Linked DNA regions of Mus musculus: region 1 is linked to region 2. A link is a contact called in public HiChIP or PLAC-seq data. All regions are on one chromosome and are shown on one strand. Each heading gives the region's core, a stretch centred on a gene start, on an enhancer-like site or on the middle of the called end of the contact. The rest is flanking DNA. Distances are from core to core; before and after follow the strand shown. Region 1 has its middle 4.6 kb from the start of Kdm3a. Region 2 has its middle 15 kb from the start of Cd8a.

Region 1 (6,865 bases), core at 974-3,473, 280 kb before region 2:
ACGGAAAACCACTGCTAACTTGGAGTTCAGCATGATGAACCAGAAAAGACAGTTGTCTACCAGGAAAAGCTCATCAAGGAGTTGCCTCTTTTTTTAATTCCTTCAGGCTACACAAGGTTTTGAGAAGCTTCTTCACCTGCCACTTGAAGGCTATACTTTGGAAGAAGCTAGTGAACAGGTCAAGTGCCACATCGGATTTCATCTGATTTTATTACAGAAAGAGTTTAACTCAGCTTATTATAAATGCATCTAAATTGGTCACTTGTGTAGTTTTCGGGGCAAGAACAACACTTTTATACTAATAGTACACTTTAATACTAATTAGCTTTCTTTAAATTTTTGAATGTATTTGTTTAGTTACTTAGTTTATTGTGCATGTGTATGCACCAGAATGCATGAGCATGTGTAGGTTAAAAAATAGCTTGTAGAAATCACTTCTCTCCTTCTACCTTGTGGGTGCCAGAGACTGAGATCAGGTAAGCCTTTTCTCAGTGGATCTTCAGATGAGTTCATCCAGATTCTTTGGGCATTTTCAAAATCTTCATCTTACTTTCATGTTTTGAAGGACATGCTTGCTGAATGTAACAGTCTACGTTGACAACTATTTCCTTCGCCTGTTGCCTTATCTTTTGGCCTCTATTATCTCCGCCAAACCTGACTTCAGTCATCATTCCCTGTGTGCAATGTGTCCTTTGCAAGTCAGACAGATCTTTCAAGCTATTGTCTTTCCCGGTGATTTTCAGTATTAGGCTCTGGTATTCCTACATGTAGTCTTTGGATACAGCCAACTGAGCCCCTTGCGTCTGTGAGTTAGTGTCTAATTTCAGGAAGCATCTCAGCCACTGTCTCAGATGTTTTCTGCTTCATTGTACTTCTCCTCCTCTGTGAGACTACATTCATGTATATATGAAACTCTTGGCTATCGTTCTACATACCTCAAGTGCTCACTTGCTCTCGTTTGTCTCTGCATATCCCTGCTCCTCTCCCCCATTGTACTGAGGATTGAATCTATATCCTCATGTGTGTTAGGCAAATGCTTTACCATTGAGCTACATCCCCAGCCCTCTTTTTCTTCCCTCCCCTTCTCCCTCTTCTCTTTTTTCCTCCTCCTCCTCTTCCCTCTTCTCTTTCTTTCCAGCTTAAGAAACCTTTAATGCTTTGCATTAAAGTTCATTTCTTTGTTCCTTTGTTTTCTTCTTTCTCTCGTTCTTTCTTTTTTTCTTTTCTTTTTTTTCTTGTTTTTTCAAGACAGGGTTTCTCTGTGTAGTCCTGGCTGTCCTGGAACTCACTCTGTAGACCAGGCTGGCCTGGAACTCAGAAATCTGCCTGCTTCTGCCTCCCAAGTGCTGGGATTATGGGATTAAAGGTGTGCGCCACCATTCCTGGATTCATTAATTTCTATAACTTACCTGCCTTTAAATGAATTAATCTGTATTTGTTGCTTTTCTATTGTTTTGATAAAACACCATGACAAAGACAACTTAAAGAAAAAAGTTCAGAGCTTATATTTCCAGAAGGCTAGAGTTTGTGATGGCAGAGTGGAGGTAAGAGGTAGCACCTGGCTGGAGCAGCAGAGAACTCTCATTTTAATACACAAACAAGAGACAGGGGAGCTAACTCTAAATGACGCAAGCCTTTTGAAACCTCGAGGCCCACCACCCGTGACATACTTTTTCTAGCAAGACCACATTTTCTAACTCTCCCTAAACAGCCACCAACTGGAGACTGAGTATTCAAATTCCAGCAATTTGGGGACATCTCATTCAAACCACTATATCATGTCTTATATTTTCTCATTACTAGCTTTCTCCTTGATTCTTTGTTATACTCTTCATGTCTCTAAGGGGAATTCTAAGGTAGAAAAGGTCGAGGTTTTTTTAAACCATGCAGGATAGTTTATGTTGATGGTAAAGTGAAACTTTGGTATAAGGAACTAAGCAGATGTGTATTTGGAAAAGTCTTTGTCCAGCTGTATCATGAGTTATAAGTTGGAGGAGGTGGTAACGACAGCATAGAGATGGTGGCTTAACCAGGTGGATGGCAGCAGAGGTGGAAGGTTGTGGAAGTTTTTGAAAAGTAATGAGAGACAATCAAAGGGGTGTGTGGCTATGATCAGGATACATTGTGTAGCACAAAACCAATCCAGTCAGTGTTTTAGCCTGACTATGTTATACCACATCCGTACCCCTAGCCAGAGAGCTAGTGACAGTTGACAACTTCTGTGGAAGAGAGAGTCAGTTCCCTTTAACAGTATAGGTAGGTCAACCACACTCCAGTAGATCACCATACGTCTATGACTATTTGGGCATCACAAATTGGACTGGGTGTGGTAGTGTACTTGCTTTTAATCCTAAGATGTGGGAGGCAAAACCCAGCAGACCTCTAAGTTCAAAGCCTGCCTCATCAACATAGTGAGTTCCAAGCCAGTCAATTCTACATAGTGAGACTTGTCTCAAAAGCAAAATAACAACCACAACCACAACAAAACCCACCCCACACCTTGGCCCCACCAACACATTGATATCATTGTTTTCTCTTTCTAGTTACTAGAATTGTGAGTCAAATAAATGTCTTTGCTTAAGAAGTTACTCAGCCTCAGACCAGAGGTCCTCCTGTCTCTGATTCCCCAGCAGTAGGCTTAAAGAACCGTGTGCTGGGTTTTTTAATGCATGTGCAGGGGTTTGGGTCTACAGGTGGCTATGAGCCACACACTCTAAACTGAACTCTGGTTCTTTGCAGGAGAAGCAAGTGTTCTTTACCACCAGTCATCTCTCCAGCCCTTTCAAATATATTTTATTTTAAACTATTGCCTTATTGTTAATGCATATAAATGTTTTGTTTGTATATGTGTGTGTATCATGTGCAAACCTGGTGCCAGGGACATCAGACAAGAATATTGGAGCCTCTAGAACTATAACTAGAGACCAACATGAGTTGCTAAATCAGTGCTGGGAATTGAACCTGGGTTTTCTGGAAGAGCAGCTTGTGATCTTAACCACTGAGCCATCACTACAGTCTTTGAATACATCTTAGAACCTCTCACTAGAAGTTCCAGATTAATGCTTAAAAAGAGGGTTTATTTTGCTTTGTTTTTAACTGTGATTTTACCTTTAGGAAGAAGAAGTTAGTTCCTTGTTTATTTCTAGTTAATAAGTCACATCAAGGAGATAATTGTCTAGAGAGATGGTAAACACAATACTTTTTGGAATATGGTAAGAAACACACTGCTGGAAACAAACCTACAATGTGTTTGTGATGGGTAAGCCCTAGGTCACTCTTCAGAATTAGATTCAAGGTCAATTACAACAGGAATTGCAAAAGCATATGAGTCCAGGATTCCTTTAAGTCACAATGAACAGTTTTTATAGACTCAGGTGTTCTTATCCTAATGATCTTTGATTCATTGAAGTTGACTTAGTAAGTGTGCTCAGTTGTTCTATGGTTCATTCAAAGGCTATGCTGTACCCTGAAGTTCTTTGCCCCTCTTCTTTCTCTGCCTAGAGATTGACCTCTTACTGGGAAGGAGATAGGAGGGTGGCAGAGATAGAGACTGGGGAACTTTTTCTCAGGTTGATTCTCCCTGCTGAGCCCAGGATTAACTAACAGTATGTCTCCTCTAGAGGTCACATTGTCAGATGCATTTTACACTCCTGAGATCATAGTTGCTTCTTCAAGGCTCCAGTAGCAACTCTCGTCTTCTTGTCCTAGGCTGTGGTTTGTAATGAGTCCTGGGACGGCAAGCCTTGGATATATCTCATCCATTGTTCTGTGGCTCTTCATACCAGCCCTCACTCTGTAAATGTGCCCTTTTTTCTACTCCTCAAGTGTCTTACTTCAGCATACTGCCTTGCCAGAATCTGGACTGATAGTGAAGGAGGGGGGCAAGAGGATAGCTCAGTAGGTAAAATGTTTACCTTGAAAGGAATAAGACCTGAGCTTGATGCCAAGAACCAACATAAATATGCCAAGAGCAATTTGGCAAGGTGGCCCAGCAAGTAAAGACACTTGCTGCCAGGCCGGAATAGACAAATTAGATCCCCGAAGCCACATGGTGGAAGGCAAGAACTAACACCCACACGTTATCCTCTGAACTCCACACGAACAAACAAACAACTATAAAATGAAATTTAAAAAATTAAAAATGCCAGGTATGGTGTCACCACTTGTAATGTCCCTATTCCACTTCTGTGCATGAACGTGGGAGGTCAGAGGACAGCTTCCAGGAGCCAGTTCTCTCCTTTCTTGTGTGGGTTCTGGGGTTAGAATTCAGGTCCTCAGTCTTGGTGATTAGCACCTTTACTAATCTTGACAGACCTAATTACATATGTACTTTAACAGATAGCTTATTAAATGTACTTTGTCTTATAGCTAGTAATTTCACTGGTTTTATACTTAAAAAAATTAAAAACCCAATACCTATAACCAATAAAAAAAGTATTTGTGAATATTCATAGCAACACTATTTGTGGCATCAAGAAGGCAGAAACAACTGAAGTGCCTATCATCTAATGAATGAATGAACAAAATGTGGCCTATCCACACAGTGGATTATAATTAAGACCATAAATATTATAAATCTACAACATGAACAGACCTTTAAAATATTTGGCTAAGTGAGAGTATACAGATACATATATTACATGATTTTATTCATATGAAATTTCCAAATATGACATTCTATAGGCACAAAAGCCAAGCTAATGGTTGCTAGGATTTGACAGCTAAAAATAATGACTGTTTAATGTGTACAAAGGTTCCTTTTGGGGGTGATGCAAGTACTCTGGATAGAGACAGTGGTGTTGATCACAGTTGCTAATTTAAAGTGAAAAGTTAACATGTAAAAACAAAAATCACACTGTAAATAATACTGATTGCCACTGACTAGTTCCCTGACTTCTGATGTGGGCCTTCATATACCAGTAGCTGGTGTTACAAGTTTTAATATATTTAGTGGGCCATATAAAATATTTTTATATTGCTGAGCATGGTGGTGCATGCCTTTAATCCCAGCACTCGGGAGGCAGAGGCAGGAAGATTTCTGAGTTCGAGGTCAGCCTGGTCTACAAAGTGAGTTCCAGGACAGCCAGGGCTATACAGAGAAATCCTGTCTCAAAAAAACCAAAAAAAAAAATTTTTTTTTATATGTGTGTTAAGTAATGATAATGTCAAATGCAGTACTCTTTTCCAAAGTGCTTTGGCAATCTTTTGGTACATCTAGAATTTTTTCTTTTTCAAGTACTCTGAAACTTCAATATATGTCACATTCCATTTATTCCTTTTATCTATCTTTTCTTTTCCTTTTTTTGATGTTAATTTTTCAGAGTCGCAGATAACCCTCACCTGCTTTAAACTCCTATATACCTGAGGCTAGTCCTGAATTCTTGATTCTCCTGCCTCCACTTTCCAAGTGCAGAGATCAGTGGGTAAAGGAGCCATCGTGCCTTGTTCTTTTTATTCATTTATTTATTTTCCAATTGAAGTACATTTAAATTATTTCCATTTTTCTTCCCACATCCACTGGATGTGACTACTAAAATAAGTGATCTTATCCTTTCTTCCAGTCCATATTTGTTAGCAGTTTTCTCAAGATACACACAGGCACATACTCATATACATACTCACACACTGGTTTCTAGGAAGCTTATAAAAGTTTTAAGCTCATGAACATTCAATGTCCTTTTAATGTTTCTGGCATCTCTGGCTATCAGGAATGCAATGAAAAACAAGAGAGGGTAATATGGGAAAGAATATTATTAAAATGGATTACATATGAAAATGTTCAAATAAAATCCATTATTTTATATAATGATTATAGTTAACAGCAAAAACCATGATTGTTTTCTAGTAACTCTACTAAATAAAAGAACTTTCCATCTATGTAAGTATTTTTTGTTGTTTTTTTGTTGTTGTTGTTCAGATTTAGTAATAGGACTTTGTAAGTTCATAAAGTACACTGGATATCTCTCCAACTTTTCTTGGTTCTGGAATCATGAATAAAACAGAAAAGTCATGTGTGTGTTTTAGTAGAATTTATGCCTAAAACAAAAATGTCTTTTGTTTTAGTAGAATTTATGCCTGTTATTTTCCAAATTATGTGTTATGTGATCTAAGTCCTCCACATTCTCTCATTTTAAAAATTTAAACTGCTTATTTCTGAGATAAATGGATTTATAGCATTTACTGTGATTATAAGCTGTCAAAACTTTCTTGTTTAGTACTATTAACTTAGTTCATATCTTCAGTTTGAATAGTTCAATAATGTATTTTATAGACCCAATCCTTTATTAATATATTTCTTCTTTTTATGCTTTTACTCTTAGTCATATACCATATAACAACATTATGGCAAGTGACATGTGATATATACAGTGGTGATCCCATAAGTTTTTCTCAGTGACTTGGTAATTTCTGTAAGGACACTATGTTATCAATGTAATGAAATCATCTAACAACCTTTTATCAGAATATATCCCTCGTATTAAATAATGTATAACTGTACAAGATGCCAATGTAGCTTTCCTTTGATTAGTCTTATAAAAATTTTACCCTAATAGTTTCAAGTTTCTTATGCTGTACTTTTCTTATGCCAAAAAAATTTTTTTAAATACTAAGTACCTCTCCATGTTTATTTATAAAATTAACCCATTTATATTTATTGTAAATATAAATGGACTTATTCCTGTCATTTTATTTTTAACCATAATTTCTTCTTCTTCCTTTTGTTTTTCTTGTTTCCATTTCTGCCTTTTGATGAAGTGGATAGGTTCCTTCATTCCATTTCCCACCTCTTAATGGTTTGAATATAATAAATCCAATTCAGTTTAATTCAACTTCAGCATTATTTAATCTTTAACATTCTGTTGTC
Region 2 (6,572 bases), core at 2,384-4,883:
TGTTCCGTGAGAGCCGAGCTGTGCAGCGATGGGAACCTGGGGGAGGTGCACCTTGTTTCCACTCCCCACCAGAGCCCATGGGTCTAACTCCTGAAGTCTGGAACCACACATGGAGAATTTCTTGGGGGGAGGGGGCAGGGGGAGTGCAGAGGGAGGAAGTTAGAGATGAAAGTTAGAAATTCTCTTCAGTGAGGAGAATGAAGATAGGGAAAGATCAGGGGCTGCTCCTCTTTCTTCCCCTGGTCCCCGTGGTCCATCCTCCTTTGGTTGGTGTGGAGGGGCTTTCTTGGGAAGTTCTCTCTACTCGATCTTTCCCAGTTTAGCTTTTGCATTTTTAATGCAGGGTCCTTTGGGGGTGCCCCTGCAACTCTAGAGGCAGAGCCACGACCTTGAGTCTCCTCATTGCCCTCTATGCAGCTTCTTAAGAGCAGCATGCAGAGATGTGGTTGTTTGCAGCTGGCTGATTCTGTGCTGATTGGCGGTCTTCTGTGCTCAGGAGCACAGGAGCAAAGACTACAGCCATAAGAGAACAGGTGATGATATAACGAAGTGCACAGCTTCTCTTAGGTGGACAGGAGCCCAGCCAAAGGGCTCCAAACCATGTGAGAGGTGCAATTGGCTACCAGAGACAGAATCAAAAGAAACAATGCCTTGACAGACTGGAATGTGGAGCTAAGAAAGGGTAAGAGCCTAGCTAGCAGGTGGAAGGTAGGGATCTTGGCTAACAAATACAGAGCCCACTGGCTGGAGAGATAAGACAGGATGACAACAGCCAGGTAGAGGAGCTAGAAGGTCCATCAGGTCTCTGGGCTAGCCTTGGCAGGGTTTAAAACTTAGGTTGATACAGAGTTCCCCCTCCCCGATGGCACAGGAATTCATTTTCCTGTTCATAGAAAGCCCCAAAGCAGAGCCCACAACACTTACCCTACTGCTGCCCCAGGGGACAAGTCTGGCACTCTGAAGTTAGAGCAGACACAGCACTAAGGCAGAAACTGGTACTTACTTAGATCGGGTCGGGAGGGGAGCAGGGATAAAAGGGAGGCATCGCCTGAGTGTCCTGATGGGTTAGAGGATTAGTGGGTCAGAATGTAGAGGTGGAAGTGCACTCAGAGAAGATCCAGGCCAACACTTTTACTTTTGAGGCAGTATCTAAAGTAGCAGGGCTGGCCTTGAATTCTATGTTGCTGAGATTGGCCGTGAACTCCTAAGCCTCTTGCTGGATCAAGTGCTGGGATTATAGGTGTGTGCCACCATGCCCTGTTTCAACATTATTCCTTTTAAGGAGACAGGAAAGGGGTGTGTGTGCTGTAGCAGAATGGTAAAGGGGAAGAATATATGAAAGATATAAAAGTCCCGGAAAAATGAGTATTCTACCAACTTACCCACGGTCTTTAGTGAAAGCACCACCAGCCCTACATGGGCTGTGTTGGATCCACATTGGCAATATGGAGTTGGGGTGGGGAGTGAATGGGGAAATGGAATTCCCAACACCCACTACAAGCAAAAGCGATACCCAAATTGTCACAAAATAGACTCTAAAAAGAAGACATGAAACTGATGGGAGTTGATCTGAGAGGAGTTAAGGTGTTGGGGGTGAATATTCCAGTTTCCAATCTGCTTTTAAAAATTTTTATATCTCATGTTTAGCCAATATCTGCACTCTTGTTAATATTGCCTTTCCTATATAATTTGGTTTCTTTGTAGACCAAGGTTATAGCTATATTTGTGCTTTCTGGAATCTGAGGTTTTTGATTAATGTCTGATTTAGTAAATAACTTTAGGCATCAATTTGCATGAGTGACTGGGTATGAAAATTTGTACTTAGGACAAAGCTATATCTTCTATTTTTAAAGCCCTATTTATTTATTTGTATGTGTGAGCACTCGAATGGAGGTCAGAGGATGCCTTGTGAGAGTCAGTTGTCTTTTTCTACCAGGCTTGGCAGCAAATGTCTTTACCTGCTAAGCATCTCACTGGCCCTGGGATTTTTATTTTATTTTGTTTGTTTTTGGTTTTTAGAGACAGGTTTTCTCTGTGTAACCCTGGCTGTCCTGGAACTTACTTTGTAGACCAGGCTGGCCTTGAACTCACAGAGATCTGCCTGCCTCTGCCTCCTGAGTGCTTGGATTAAAGGCATGCGCCACCACTGTTCAGCAATTTTTCCTTAATAAATGTTTGTAGTTTCCAGGCAAGGGTATTGAAATATGTTCCTTATGGGATGAGAACACTCAGTGGGGCTAGAGTCCAAACCCATTCATTTCAGTACCAAGAAATCAGAAAACCCTGTTTCTTTTAACTTTTTCTTAGAAGAAAAAAACCCCACAAACTCAGACTCCAACTGTGATGTGCTCAACAGAGAGAACAAGGACACACACAGAGACTTGGTGACTGCAGTGGTATACTCAGTTTTAACACCATGCTTAATCAAGGTGGATGTCAGTGCGGAATGCACAAAGATGGTCTTTGCTATTTGGGTTCGAGAACGTTTCATCTGGGGCTGGTGGTGCTGTCCCAGCTATAAGTGAGGCTGCGGCGGAAGGATGCTGAGTGCAGGCTGAGTGCAGGCCTACCTGGATTATACAGTGAGTTCAGGACCAGCTTGGACAGCTCGCCCAAGGTTTGCCTCCAATAAAAATGTAACACAAGGACTTAAGAATGAGTGTGGGACTGTAGCTCAGTCTCTCGGAGAGCTTGCCTTGCGGGATCCATACTCAGCATCCTGTAAACCAGCCCTGGGAGATGGAATCAAGGGCTCCATGTATGTTTGACCTACAGAGCTATAGCCCCAGCCACACCAAAAAAATATATATACTAAAAATAAACCAATATAATAACATTTAGTTATGCTCCAGTGCTTTATACTTTTGTGCCTTTTTAAATGGCTTTTTTCACTTTGTTTTTCCAGAGTGGGGTATGCATGACACTCGAAGTCAGGAATCGTCCTCTCTGACTCTTCAACCTTACTCACCAAGGTGGATCTTGCTGAGGACTCTGCCTGCTTTTACAGTCAGGCCAGAAGGTCCACTCAATATTTATGTTTCTGAAGATCCAAATTCTGGTCCTCACTTCTGAGTGGCAAGTGTTTTAACTACTGAGTTATCTCCTTAGCGCTTTCTCTCAATCTCCCCCCCCCCCCAAGTGTCTTGTGTACCATACTCAGCTTCTGACTCTCTGGCTTTATCTGCTTTGAACTACAGACTCAACTATAATGAACTATATTGTTGTCTTATCCCCCTCAAATCCAATAACCCCAGGTTTGTATAAGGCTACACTGGCCTGCTCCCAGGTTCCTTTTCTACGTCCATGAAGCTTGTGAATGGACCACTGAGCTCTGTCACATCCCACTCATAGGTTAAGTCAGGTCAGGCCGCTGGGGCTGAGTCCTAGCTCAGGACTTTATTAATGCGGTGTGATCAGTATGACCTGAGCCTTTCTGATCTTATTCCTCATCTACTGAATGGATCTCAGATGCCGATCTCATTTGGTTGGGAGAAAAGGAAGTGGCTTCCCGGCAATGGTGGAACCCGGAAGCCGGCAGACTTTGCCATTTCCAGCTGTGTGGTGCTGTAGAAGCACGAGGGGGTCTTGAGTCACATTCGCATTGGTTTTTATATTTCCTCTGCCTAGACTGGAACATGCTGTGGCCTGCTGTAACCTCAGAAACATCTAGAAGTAGCAGAGGCAACCAAGGGGCCCCAGAAGCTGAAAGCAAGCAAGAGGCTTTGTTTGAGGCTAGTTGGACCCTGAAGTGGAACATCGACTTTCCTGTAGCAAACGCCCCCAGAACCCTCTGAAAGTCAGTTTCACTTTTAACAAGACCCCAGCACAGCTGTGGGAGACAGAGGTAGCCCCCACATAGACAGGTCTCTCTGAATGGTGAATCCTTGGGTGGCTGGGCTTGTTCAAAAGTCTCTTCTCCCTGTCGGCTGCCCTTCTGATGGGCTTTTCCAGCTCTGTTCCTCATGGGAAGGTTGATGCTGACTTGGGCACGATGTCAGGCTCTGTCCATGGCTCAGATCAGAGTCCTTGCCTCTCCAATGTTGGATTCAGCAACTCTGCACAATCCATTCCTTGGATTGTACCTAGAACTGTCACGCCTTGATTTGTCCCTGAGCATTTTGGGTCTTGGGTTTTGAGTTTCTGCCATGTTTACAGCATCAAAGCCCAAACCCTCTGCTTTTGCTCTGTAAACACTGGACTGTGTGTTCAAAGTAAAGGTGTTCACTTAGGAAATGCATGCCTTTTAAGAAGATTTTGCCAATCTATCAAAGCTGTATTCAGACTCCATCTTACATCCGGGCAGTGGTGACGCATGCCTTTAATCCCAGAACTTGGGAGGCAGAGGCAGGCAGATTTCTGAGTTTGAGGCCAGCCTGGTCTACAGAGTGAGTTCCAGGACAGCCAGGGCTATACAGAGAAATTCTATCTCCAAAAACAAAAAACAAAACAAAACAAACAGAAGACTCCATCTTACTTATGACTATGGATTTTATTACAAGGGGCCTTGGACCATCATGTTCAAAGGAATGAGCCAGACTTGGGAAGATGGTGCCAGATGTTTGTGCCCATATATGGAATCTATATTTTTACAAAGAAGGAAATATATAACATGAAAATGGAAGGGGGTGTATAGGAGACAGAAAGGATAATGGAGGATGTGACGATGATACAAGAACACGATACAAACATAAAAATGCCACGTGGAAATCTGTCACTTTGCACAATGCGCATTTGATCATTTATAAAATGGGAGAAAGATGCAGCAATCTTGTATAGAGCAGCACCAGTGCAGAAAAGGAGCTCCCACTTGTAACACAACATGGGACAGGATGGTACTTACTGTGGGAGGGAGCGGCAGTGTCCCAGAAAGCAATCTCACATCAGATATTAAAAAGCTGTAACTTAGGACCAGTGAGATGCCTTAGCAGGTACTTGCTGTGCAAGCCTGGTAGCCTGGGTTTGATCCCCAAAACCCACATAAAGGTGAACGGAAAGAACCAACGCTATAAGCTTATCTTCTGGACTCCATGGCACACTTGCACATACACACATGCATACCACCTCCCCACACACCAACAAAAATCTATAATACAAAAGTGGGGAAATATCTTTTGAATATCATCCCCAGAACACAGGGAACAAAACCCAAAATTGACAAATGAACTATTTCAAACAAATTAGCTTCGACAGACACAGTGATGAGGCAGTCTGCCAAGAGGGAGAAAATAACTACAGAGAATCCAGGGAGGGATGAATATCCAAAGCAGTAAGAACACAACCGACCAGCAAATAAGCCAAGGGAAAACCAGGCCAGGCGTGGTGGTGCCAAACCTGCATTCCCAGCACGGGGCAGGTGGAAGCAGGAGCTTCAAGGGTTTAACGTCATCCTTGGCTACATGATGAGTTAGAGACCAGTCTAGGATACACGCAACTTTTGGAGAAGGGGGGAAACACCCTGTATCCCATAAATTATGATTATACCAATGAAAAGTAAAAAAAAAAATTATAAAAAGAGGCCGATCTATTAAAATGTTTGCACCCATATGCTCAGTCATTCCAAGGTGGAAATCTGCTGTCATGGGTGTAATCTTAAGGTCAGCTCAGAAGGGAGGCAGGGGAGGGAGGCACAGAGACGTGAACATGGGTGAGACTGAACTGTTCTCCAAAAGGAACAGCCAGCACACCTTTAAACATTACTGTGAAATATTAGAATTATGAAAAACATGTACGGAGCTGGGAAATGGCTACGGTATATTTTATGGATACATACACTCAATATGGCCATGATGATGTGGAATTTTTTAAATATAAGAAATAAAAATATCAAGATGTCCCTTGCTCTTTTGTTCCTATTTCTAAGCTTCTACAATGACATAAAATGTATATTATTATGATTAATAATATACATTTTCTTTCTTTTGAGACAGGATCTCAGGTAACCCTGGCTGGCCTTAAAATGGCCCATAATATTGAATTTCTGACTCTCCTGCCTCCACTGGCCCAGTGCTGAGTTTAAGGCTCTCACCACCATGCCTGATGTTTGTTCTGATTATTTTTAAAGAAACTTCAAAATTTAAAGATAATTCACAAGAAGAAACAATGTATATAAAAGGGGAAAAAAAAGCGTAGGAAGCGGCTTGCCTTTCCAGAGCTCTCCTGGTGCCAGAGCCACGTGGGCTCCACCCACAGAGCCGTGTGGCCTCCACTCACGGAACCTCCACATCTGGTCACTGGAGCGGCAATCCACTGCCTGGCTTTGTTTTTCCCTTTCTTCATAGGTAGTCACTTAATTGGAGAGTTATTTGGTACTTGTGTTTGTATTTGAACACACACATGGACTAAGTGTCCCCTCCACTGTGTTAAGCAAGTAGCACGATAGCATTAAACTCGCCTCCCTCCGTGTGCAGCGTCATCCCCGTCCATCACAGATGAGATTCTCTTCATTGCCTTAAGCAGAAACTCCGGACTTTAAACACTTGGTCCCCTCCTCAAAGCCCGGAAACCACTATTCTGTTTTCTGTTCCCATGAATTTGACCATTCTTCATTTACAGAAGTTGGAGAATTTTTGGTT

What was found. HiChIP or PLAC-seq counts read pairs in DNA pulled down with a chosen protein or histone mark.
Region 1: a contact with region 2 is called in a BATF HiChIP or PLAC-seq map of CD8 T cells, with 5 read pairs. The contact joins two enhancer-like sites. A contact is called at or near these places in 4 of 115 datasets of contacts at active chromatin or transcription factors (CD8 T cells, double positive thymocytes, effector CD8 T cells and 1 more).

What each region holds. Positions count from the first base shown.
Region 1 is chr6:71,634,084-71,640,948 of GRCm38.p6, reverse strand. No RefSeq gene overlaps it. Among named protein-coding and RNA genes, the nearest start is that of Kdm3a, 4.6 kb to the right of the region's middle. Within about 2 kb of position 2,223, at least 10 of the 459 cell types and tissues checked have an H3K27ac peak or open chromatin away from gene starts, as enhancers often do. A contact at or near this core is called in CD8 T cells and effector CD8 T cells, where this site is marked.
Region 2 is chr6:71,354,807-71,361,378 of GRCm38.p6, reverse strand. No RefSeq gene overlaps it. Among named protein-coding and RNA genes, the nearest start is that of Cd8a, 15 kb to the left of the region's middle. RefSeq lists a cis regulatory region at 2,702-3,671 and enhancers at 2,702-6,572, 2,702-6,572. Within about 2 kb of position 3,633, at least 16 of the 459 cell types and tissues checked have an H3K27ac peak or open chromatin away from gene starts, as enhancers often do. A contact at or near this core is called in CD8 T cells and effector CD8 T cells, where this site is marked.